Linked DNA regions of Anas platyrhynchos: region 2 is linked to region 1. The links are chromatin contacts, called in public Hi-C maps. All regions are on one chromosome and are shown on one strand. Each heading gives the region's core, a stretch centred on a gene start, on an enhancer-like site or on the middle of the called end of the contact. The rest is flanking DNA. Distances are from core to core; before and after follow the strand shown.

Region 1 (4,617 bases), core at 1,841-4,340:
CTGAAGAATGGTCCGTCCTCGAGCAGCAATTTGAGGTTGGACTCTTGGACGAGCCAAGGCTTGTCTTGGGCTTCCCACCCACTGCAGCTGGCTTCATCCCCTTTCCCCTCCAGAAGAAAAAGAGCTTCAAAAGTAGGCCACAACTTTCTATCAGTCTTGATAGCTGCATATACAGCTAATTACATTTAATTGGAGACTCCTGCAAGACTCCTTACAAACTTACTTAAAGCCAGAAGATGGTCTGAATTGTAAATACATTTTCAGGATGCTGCCAAGAAAGAAATTCTCTTGATACTGCTATAAGAAAATCAGCCATAGAAACATCCAGCTTGGAGCAGTAAGATCTTGCAGCCAGCAGATGATGGCAGCTATACAACTAATTAAAATTAAATAGCAAGGAAACATTAATTTTATCCTAATAAAGCAAATTTTTACTACTTGCAGATGATGGAAAAAAGTGGTAGGGGTTAAAATCTATTATCCAGCTGTAGTCAGATGCTGCAACACTCAACCACTCCCAACCCCAGAAGTATGACCTTAAATGCCTATCAGCACCCCACCCAGGCACACCTTCACCCTCACGACAGGATTTCCAACACCATCAGCACAGCACACAGCTCCCTTCCTACAAACAGCTAGCTCTTGGTCACACCCAGGGAAAGAGAAAAGGCATTGCTTCCTTCCAACGTTCGGTGCCTCCTCACAAGTGAGCTCTTCTTCCTCATGCAACTGCTTCCCAGCTCCTTCCCTCAGTACACTGAGTTTTCTGCTCAAAGCTGCTTATGCCTACATCACTACCTTTCTTGCCAAAGGCTTAATATGCATCTGAAAACAATTATAATTGCCTAACAAATAATATAACATGATTCCCTTGTACTTTTCAAGGCAAGCCAAAAGGAAAAAAGCCGTTCATTTGCACACATTAACGAGGATAAAGGACATCCATGCAAAACTGCATGCATTTTTTGAACATGAAGTGGTTTGTATTATCCTTAGCTGTAACACCCTTAGAAAGTATAAGCATCTGGATTAACTTCCACTTTTTTAAACCATAGCAAGAACATTTATTCTGCACCCCAGCAGACAAGAAAATTCATGCAAATCTAAAGTATAGCAAACCTGCCTGCATCTTACTCCGCAGTGCCTGTGAGCTCATCAGACATGAAGCAGCCTAGAGCCAAACCCCACACTGTTACTAGAGACAAGACAGCAGGACTGCATGCTTTTTTCCCCACTGAAGCTTGTTTTCTAGCATTAAAATTCAGACTTCATTTTTCTGTGCAGAGCCCATAGTTTTAGTACATCGTAATGCTTAAGATAGCCTCCCATATGCTCAAATAACATTAAAAATCTATTCAGAAAGATTTTTTTATATGACAGGTCTGTGGTCAGTGAGGTATTCCCTTCAACTGATAACAGCAGCTGAATTAAAATGAAGGCATTATCTCAGAGATGTGGGGGCTGAATCTCAGATCACCCTAGAACATGCCTCCTAACATACCCTGGGTCCTTGTTTCGCAGACATATAGAAAGCCATACACAAAAATCAGAACTAGCTATAGAAAGAGCTATGTTTACAGCTTGCTTGTTTGGAAGCTTGCCAATATGCACAGTATGGAAATTACAAACAGACTAAATTCCTGACTTAAATCTAGAATGAAAAACTTAGACTAAACAGTAAATCATGCTCCCCCTGCTGTTACTGTCTTTGAAATACACAATCACATCCATAGCTTGTACTTCCTGCACTGGAAAGGGCTATATTAAAAAGAATCTCAAAAAATTATGCCAAAAGCAAGAAGCAAAATTCCTGCCTGTTAATGTCACAGCATTGCCAATTTACAGCTGTTACCTAGGGCTCTGCCTGTAAGACCCAAGCGGCGGTTATTGGTAGCAATTTACATTTACAACGTACCTGCAAGATTGTTTCCTAGCTCCTTGATGCCCGAAAGCTGAAGTATCAGCCTGGAGAAGATGGCTGCAGTGGTCTCAGGGTCTGTCAGATCAGCTTCACGCTCACAACACACCTACAAAATTAAGGAGCAAGAAGTTTTATTACGAAACACCTTCTGGGAAAGCCTGACTCAGGGCGATCACCAGCGAGGAACAGCAGCAGCACGAAGCCAGAGGACTCCAAAACATGGCCTGTACGTACATGTCCTTCTTCCTCCCAGCTTGTAACGAAGTTCTGCGTGTCCTGGGGCTGAATTATTCCTGGCTGCCCTTGAAGGCGTGCTGCTGCAGCTCTGGCACCAGCCCACAGCCGCCAGGGCTGCCCCAAAATCTCCCTCCTGTACCCGCTGCTGCCTGCCTCTGGCTCAGCATCGCTGCCCAACCAGTGACAGCAGCGAGAGGATTTCCCAAAAAAACAAGTCTCGTGTTAAAGCAGGAGGAGATAAGAGTGGAAGAAGCAAGTTCTGGATGCCTGCATGTAGCTGAAGACGCCGTGTGTTTCGTCTCAAAGTGACAGCAGACTGCAAATACGCAGGGAGCCGGTCAGCGCAGCCGTGACCCCACCGCTCACATCTGAACCCCAGGGCAGGGAAAAGGGGAACCAGCCCAGCATGGAGAAGGGGAAGCAGCCCCCCAGCTGCTGGTGTTTTGGGAACGGGGCTGTCCCCGCCGTGTCTCCTCACAGCCCTGGCTCCTTGCCCTTGCCCCGGCTCCCTCCAGGCCGCCCGCCGGAGGCCTCGGACTCTCCCTCGCTCCTCGGGCAGCACCGGCCAACACCGGGCGTGGGGAGCCGCAGGTGGCTCGAGGCGGGGATTTTTAATAAAAAAACGGAAAAACAAGAAGTAGGGAGGGAAGACACAAAGCGATATCCACGCGAACACCGCTGCCCCCCCCCACCCCACAACCCCACAGCAGGACCCGGGGGGTGCGGACACCCTGGCCGCGCTCCCGGCCCCTTCGCGTGCCCGAGACCCCTCCAGCAACCCCATCCCCGGCTCACCGCGCCCCCAGCCCGTCCTCCTGTCCGTCTGCCCGTCTGTCCGTCCTTCCTGCCGTCTGTCCGCTCCCCCTCCGGGCCCGGCCCGGCCCGGCCCCGCTGCTCTTGAGCCGCCGCCGCTGCGAGAGCCGCGCCCCCCGCCCCGCCCGCCCGCCGTAATGCCGCGAGTAGCGGCCCCGCCACCGCCTCAGGGCTCGGCCATGGCTCTCCACAGGGCGCTGAGGGCTCAGCCCCGGCTCTGGGATCCCCTCTGCCCCCCGGTTCTGTCACCTATAATGGTGTTTTTCCTCATAAAAGCTGCCCGCCCGCCTCCCGGTGCCTGCGCTGCAGGCTGCTGCTGCTCCGCCACAGGGAAAGCAGCGTGTGGTGGGGGCATCGCCGTCGCCTGGCACTGCCCCGTAGGCCTTGTGGGAGCTGAAAAATGTGTTTTGAAAGGGGATTAGGGCATATTTTGTGTCCTCACCCTGTTCCCTACGTACAAGTTGGTTCCACACGGCCTGGGCTTGGCGCTGGGATCTGCCCACGGCTGTGGGTGAGGACGGAGTCAGGCACTGGGGCACAGACAGAGCCGAAGCAAAGCCAGCAAAGATCATTCCCCAGCTCGCAAGGGCATCCAATTTACATTTTATCCCCTACACAAACTGATACACCCATTAAAAATGACTTTCATTACCAATCATCATTAAATCTTAGCCCAGAATACCGCCTTTTAAATGTGAAGTAGAGCCAGGAACTCAGTCAGACCATACAGAGCACAGCACTGAGCAGCCTCTCGCTTTCCAGATTTCACTGGATTTCATCACCAAAACACACACTGAACAGAAATCTAGCAAAATGTAACTGAGAAAGCAAGACTTTGGGAGATGACTCATATCAGAATGCATAGAGAAAGTGGAAAAAATAAGGAAATAAATATCTACCACAAGGGTATAATTTCACTGAAGCTTTTAGCAACTGCTAATATCATAAACCATAATAAAAGGGTCCAGCTGTCCTGTCACCAAAACTTACTAAAAAGCTCCACACGCTGCACATATGTACACTTTGTGCATTAGCATTTATTTGGGTATAGTTAATTTCCATCACATATTTACAAAAGATTACATTACTGTCAGTGACAGAAGCAATCTGTAAGGCTGTGACTGTACTCAACATCTTAGCGCATTTTAGAGACTGTACAAACAGCATTAGTCTTCAGAGATAATGATGTGATTTAGAGCCAGAATTTTTATCCAGTTCTGATCCTTTTTTTTTAACCTATTTTTTGACAAACTTTTTGTTCTTATGTTATGGAGAAATAGATTTCCCCCCCCCCTGTTTTAGTGGAAAGGACTAAAAGAGTTTTTAGAGGGAACATGAGAACACTGATCTGTCTTTTCTCTTGCAAATAACCGGCTGTACAGTCCTTTTGACTGTATATATAGACAATAGGATGCAGTATTAGCACAAAGCACCTCAACTATCCAATGTTTCTAAGTCCTGTATCATGTTATCCTTATAACGCACCAGTTTTGCTCTAGCTATATTTGCTTTGAAATTCTTCCTTTACATAAAGCTGCTGAGTTTGCTGAGTGGCCTTGGCTGGGAGCAGGAGCATGTGTCAGGTTAAAAACAGCTCCTTTGCTGCTGCCCTGGAGAGGGGGGAGAGATTTCTGGTCCGAGAGGAG
Region 2 (5,148 bases), core at 188-2,687, 53 kb before region 1:
TTTTTGTTCTTCAGTTCTCATTAGTCATTTATCAGGATTGACAAACTGTTTTTATTTTCTGCAGAACACGGTCGTGCCTTCACACAAGCAGTCGTGTTTGGAACACGATCCATTTCTCAGTAATATGAGGTGGTTTTGCAACTGAAAAAAAAAAAACAACGAATTGTCCCTTCCTGGTGACCCGCTCCCCAGCGCCGAATCTGAGGTGGTCAGCGGGTGGGGCGATGTGCCTGCAAACACCCATTACAGCCTGTTTGGATGGATCATCTGCGTTTCTCTTGGCCGCTCAGGGTTTCAGACGGGTGCCTCCTCAGGCTGTGAATCACCGCTGCTGAACACGGCCTGGCTCTTCGCCTGCTCTCCAGCTGCTGCCAAAGCCACCGCGCACATCTGAGAGCAGCTGAAGGGTGCGGGGGGCGTGGGGCCACGGCTGCTCCCCCGGAGCGCACGGGGTCTTGGGGAGCTTGGGGACACCGCAGATTCAAGCTCAGGGATGTCCCTTAATTGCTCTCCGTGGATGGAGGATTTTAGAAATTGCAGGCGTGTTTCCGGCCAGAAAATAGGAACGGGTGTTTTGTGTTGATGGCTGAGGTTTTTGGGTTTTGGCTTGCTCGGGAGGGGTGTGCCCTGGACTCTGCTGCCAGGGCTGGGGGCGGACGCATGCATGCACTAATGTCTGTCGGCCCACGTGCAGCACCCCGCAGTCCCGGGGCTGGACAGGCACAGGGAATGCCCAGGAAATCTCTTGTGGCAGAAAAAACAGCTGTTTGGTTTTGGAATTTCACAGTGAAATGACTGAGGGTGACGAGGCACCGAACAGGCTGCCCCCGGGAGCTGGGGCTGGGGACAGGGGGCACGACCAGGGCAGGGGGTGGCACAGGGGGGCTTCAAGGTCCCTACCAACCTGTGATTCTAGGATTCTATGAAATTCAGAACTTACCCTTATTTTTGCTTGAAAAGTAAAGAAATCATCATGGCTCTCTGGTAAAACATCTCGTCAAGCAAGCAGGGAGATTTTCCTTGTTTCCCAAAGTTGGTGAGCTACAAAAAAGTCCATGAGTCCGAGAGCAGCCGAGCCTGCTAAATCCCCCTTAGGACAGAGATTGCCCTGGCAGAGCCTCCAAAGGATAGAAGCAGGGGGTCTGGAGGCTGCGATGTGACCAGTGAGCTGGCCGGGGACTCATCTCTGAGCCCATTCATCTGCACAATACTCTGCTGGCCCTGTGAAGGAAGGACATGCCGCTGTGACTCACGGGTTTGTTTTTTTTGAGTAACTACAGAGGAAGTAATAAAACCCGTGGAGATCTCTTTTTTTAATTAACCAAAAAGTCCTCGTGTTACCAGGGACTATTCCCAAATGCACAGCCCCTGCTTGGTGATCTGCCCATCTCGGACCCGCGCTCCGAGGGCCGCTTTCCAGGGACACCAGCCCACTGTCCAGACGCCTGGACGTGACCCAGCGACCACAGAGTACGAAATGGGAAAGGAATGTCCTGGGGCTGGGGAGCGGAGCTGCGCATCTGCTGCAGATGCACGGGCTGAGCGCAGCCCCCAGCAGCAGCAACTTTTCCTTTCTGCTGCCTCTGAGCAGCGCTTGGTACTGCCCCGCACTGCTTGGAGAAGCACAGTTTCCTTCCTTCTGCCAAGGCAGACCACAAGAGATGTAACACTCTTAACTCCTTCCAGTGCTGAGACGAGGAGGTGTCGATGCTGCTCTGCAAAGAGCCTTATAAATGTTAAAATATATTTCAGCCTCACACATTCAGGATTAATTCAGGGTGGGAGAGACACAGAGAAGGGCCAAGGAGGGGAATGGGGAGCTCATGGTGACAGGAGCTGTTGGTTTGCTCTGCCTGGCTGTGCACGAGAACCACTGAAAGCTATAAATATTGCAAGGGCAAGGATTTGGGGAGAAACACAAACATTTCCAGGTTGCACAAGAATGCATAGACACAAGCTTGACACAAGTGTGAAGAGGATACTCAGCGGAGTGAGAGGGGCCATTGATCAATCTTCTCATAGAGCAGTGAGAGCAAGAAAATCATGTTGAGATGAAGTGCCATAAATGAGGAAAATTACTTCAAAAAGGCTGCTTTCCCCTAGAATGACAAGAGCATCTCACGAGAGGTGCTCACATCGCCCTTCAGCTGGCCTAACTCCCACTGGAGCAGTTTACATGTGGTGATGAGCATATAATGATCATACACAGATACATACAATGATCATGGTGCTGACCCAGAGGCTCTCCAACAAACCCTTCGCAGGGTGAATTTTGGTCGGAGGAGCATCCTGCACCATCACTGCACACCAGTCGTACAGAGCCCAGCTCCCAAAAACGAAAGCCACTATCCCTCCACACTCAGAAACCTGACAACTCCCATTAATTTTCAGTTAATTTCTTTGCAAATTATTTTTTTTTAATTTGCTCAGTTAATTTTCTGTTAGGCCTTCAGCTATCCCTTAATGGGCCAGGCTATTTTCTGCTCGTTAATTTAATGTGGTGTCTGACGAGGACGGGCATCCTTCGGATGGCTCTGCCCAATGAAATCATATCGGCGGAGTCATATCGGAGCTCGCATCTCATTCGTGCAAATCTTCCTCGGATTTTTTTGGCGGAGGTGGAGGTGGTCAGGGAACTCCCCGCGCCCCGGCAGCATCCCACAGCAGCTATCCCCTCGCTGCAGGAAAGGAAAGAAAGGTCAGCGCTGATCCTGCCATGAGATGAGCAGAGTGGTCACAGCGGTTTCAGTTCTGACTGGTTGCAAATGAGTCAGTGTGTTAGAGACCAACTGATCAGTGTACGTACATGAGCACACCGCAAGTTCCATCCTCCTTTCTGATTTTATCAGCTTTTTTTTTTTTTTTTTTTTTTTTCCATCCTGGCTGCAATCTAAGAACGCATTTGCATGCCATTAGCTGCTATAAAAAGAATAAAGAGAACAAGGTGGGGTTCCGACACAGCACTTCTGTTTTTTCCAGCAGTAAAAGTCCATCCTGCCTACTCCTTTCCCTTCTGCTCTTCCTACAGAGGTTTCTGGTTTCTTCAGTCAGCTGTGAGAAACAAAAAAACTAATTCGCTGGTGCTCACTGATAGGAAGTTTAGCTGCAGCCCTGATTCCCCCTGCCTCTTCCAAGGGGTGAGATTTTTCCACGTGAAACTGGCTACGCTGTACAGTACCAGAACGTGCACTCGTCCACGCAATATCTGTGACCCGTTGGTTCCCTTTAAAGCATTCCTAATTCTGCTTTCTCTTCCCAGCCTCAGCAGGGCCAGGGATGTGCAGAGCCCTGGTTCACCCACTCTCTAGGAAGGGAACAGATGGGGACGAGGGTCTGAGCCCCGGGGGCAGTTCTGGTTTCCACCGAGTGTGGTACGCAGGGGTCCAGGACGCTGTACTCATCTTATCCCCAAACTCAATAAATCAGAGGAACATGGTTTTCTTTAAGAAACCAGCTAAGCACGATGGGGACTGGTGTTCCCCCCTGCTCACCTGCAATTGGACTGAATTGATGCTCGTCCCTGGCCAGCACAAGGCAAAGCTGACCTTCCTCTGGTCACCACCGCAATAACGCACAGTGGCCCGACCTCAGCTCTGGGGTAAGACCGCTCTGCTGACTGCAGGGAAACCCAGGAACATCGGGGGGACTCCAGCAAGGCAGGAAAACTGCCACAGCCCCTGTGCCAGCAGAGGCAGGGCGTGCGGGAGGGGAGCAGAGTCTGCTCCGCACCCCCCATCTGCCTCCAGAAGGGCTCCTCCAGCTCCAGCCAAGGGACTGTCCCTGCTCTGCCGCAGGGACGACCGCTTGCTTTGCTTGGCAGTCAGCAAAATGACAGAAAGACCTGAAGCATCAGCCAAACATGCTAAAAAAATTGCCAGTTAGGTAGAAAAACTGTGGGACTGACACACAGGACCTGTGCGCCCTGAGCGGGGGCGCGCTGTGCCGGGCGCATCAACACGGGGTGCCCCTTGCCCAAACCTCCTGCGGACAGGACACGGGGAGGTGCTGGCCAGATGGATTCACATCCTCCAGAAAGCACCTGGCTCACAGAGTCTCACAGAGTCTCTGGAGGGTCTCATTTTGTCATTTGGACACGCGCATGGCACCACTGGGTTAGCCATGTGTTCCTTAGGACAATGATATCCAATGAGGCAGAAGCATTAATTAGGGTAAAAGTAAAGATGAGCTATAATATCAAGTAGGGTACATGTAAATGTGAAGATCTGGGTGATGTTCAGGTAGCCCTGCTTTATCTGCCACTAATCCTTTTAGCATCTTAAGGTTTTTTTCAGCATCTGAAACCATATTAGCCTCAAACTTCTGAACTACACAGCGCCCACTGAGTTACGGGGGATCTTTATTTTAGAAACATGTAGTTTCCCCCGTCAGATAAGAAAGTAACAACTTCCACTCTACAGGTGACTTCTCGCCTTCAGTTTGAGCATATTTGCGGTGAGCTATTAATCATTTCCTCGCACGGTGCATGTATAAAAGGAAGCCAGGAGCCAGCCGGCCCCAGCCAAGAAGGGGAGCGCGGCGCCTCACCACAATGCTGCCGCTGCTCTGCCTGGTGCTCAGCTGCTGGGTGTTGGGTGCCTCGGTCCCCCTGACACCAACCACGGGGCCAGCCTGCATTGCCAGCTCCCTCCTGCAGGAAACCATCAGCAACATTGAGAAGCTCCAGGTTACCTCGGTTCTGCTTGCTTTTCGCCGCACGGCCGGCTTTTTGTTCTGGTGGCGCATCTGCTAATGTGGTTTTTATCAATCTCTTGCAGGGCAACACAGAAATCTCACCTCCGGTAAGACTGCTTTTCAGCTCGTGTTGCAGTGCCGGTCGCTGGTGGTGTGGCTTGTGTGCTTTTTGAGGCAGGAGGGGGATCCGGTGGCTGTCAAAGCTCATCCTTTGGCAGGCTCTTGTGCCATCAAAAGAGGTGTCCCACTGGGTTATATCGTTTTGGGTAGCAGGTATTTCAGCTCCGTTAGTGGGATGCTTCTTGCACCGGTGATACGGTAAAGAAAAGACAGGAATGACCAACATTTGTTGTTGCAGAATAACATAATTCTCAGGGAGGAGTGGGAAGGGAGTGTCTTCACCTATCTGGAGGAATTTATTAAAGTCCTGGATAGCCGCAAGGAGCATCCACTGGA

What was found. A called contact is a pair of places that touch in the nucleus more often than the background predicts.
Region 2: a Hi-C map of skeletal muscle shows a contact between it and region 1, with 2.0 times the contacts expected there. The contact joins the enhancer-like site here to the promoter of P4HA2 in region 1. A contact is called at or near these places in 2 of 8 Hi-C or Micro-C datasets (skeletal muscle and subcutaneous adipose tissue).

Annotation. Positions count from the first base shown.
Region 1 is chr14:1,883,075-1,887,691 of IASCAAS_PekinDuck_T2T, reverse strand. It overlaps P4HA2 (prolyl 4-hydroxylase subunit alpha 2), which reads right to left and starts at 3,090. Exons shown (of 17, transcript XR_011812655.1): 1 at 2,954-3,090; 2 at 1,916-2,027.
Region 2 is chr14:1,933,915-1,939,062 of IASCAAS_PekinDuck_T2T, reverse strand. No RefSeq gene overlaps it. Among named protein-coding and RNA genes, the nearest start is that of ACSL6, 15 kb to the left of the region's middle. Within about 2 kb of position 1,437, at least 3 of the 8 cell types and tissues checked have an H3K27ac peak or open chromatin away from gene starts, as enhancers often do. A contact at or near this core is called in subcutaneous adipose tissue, where this site is marked.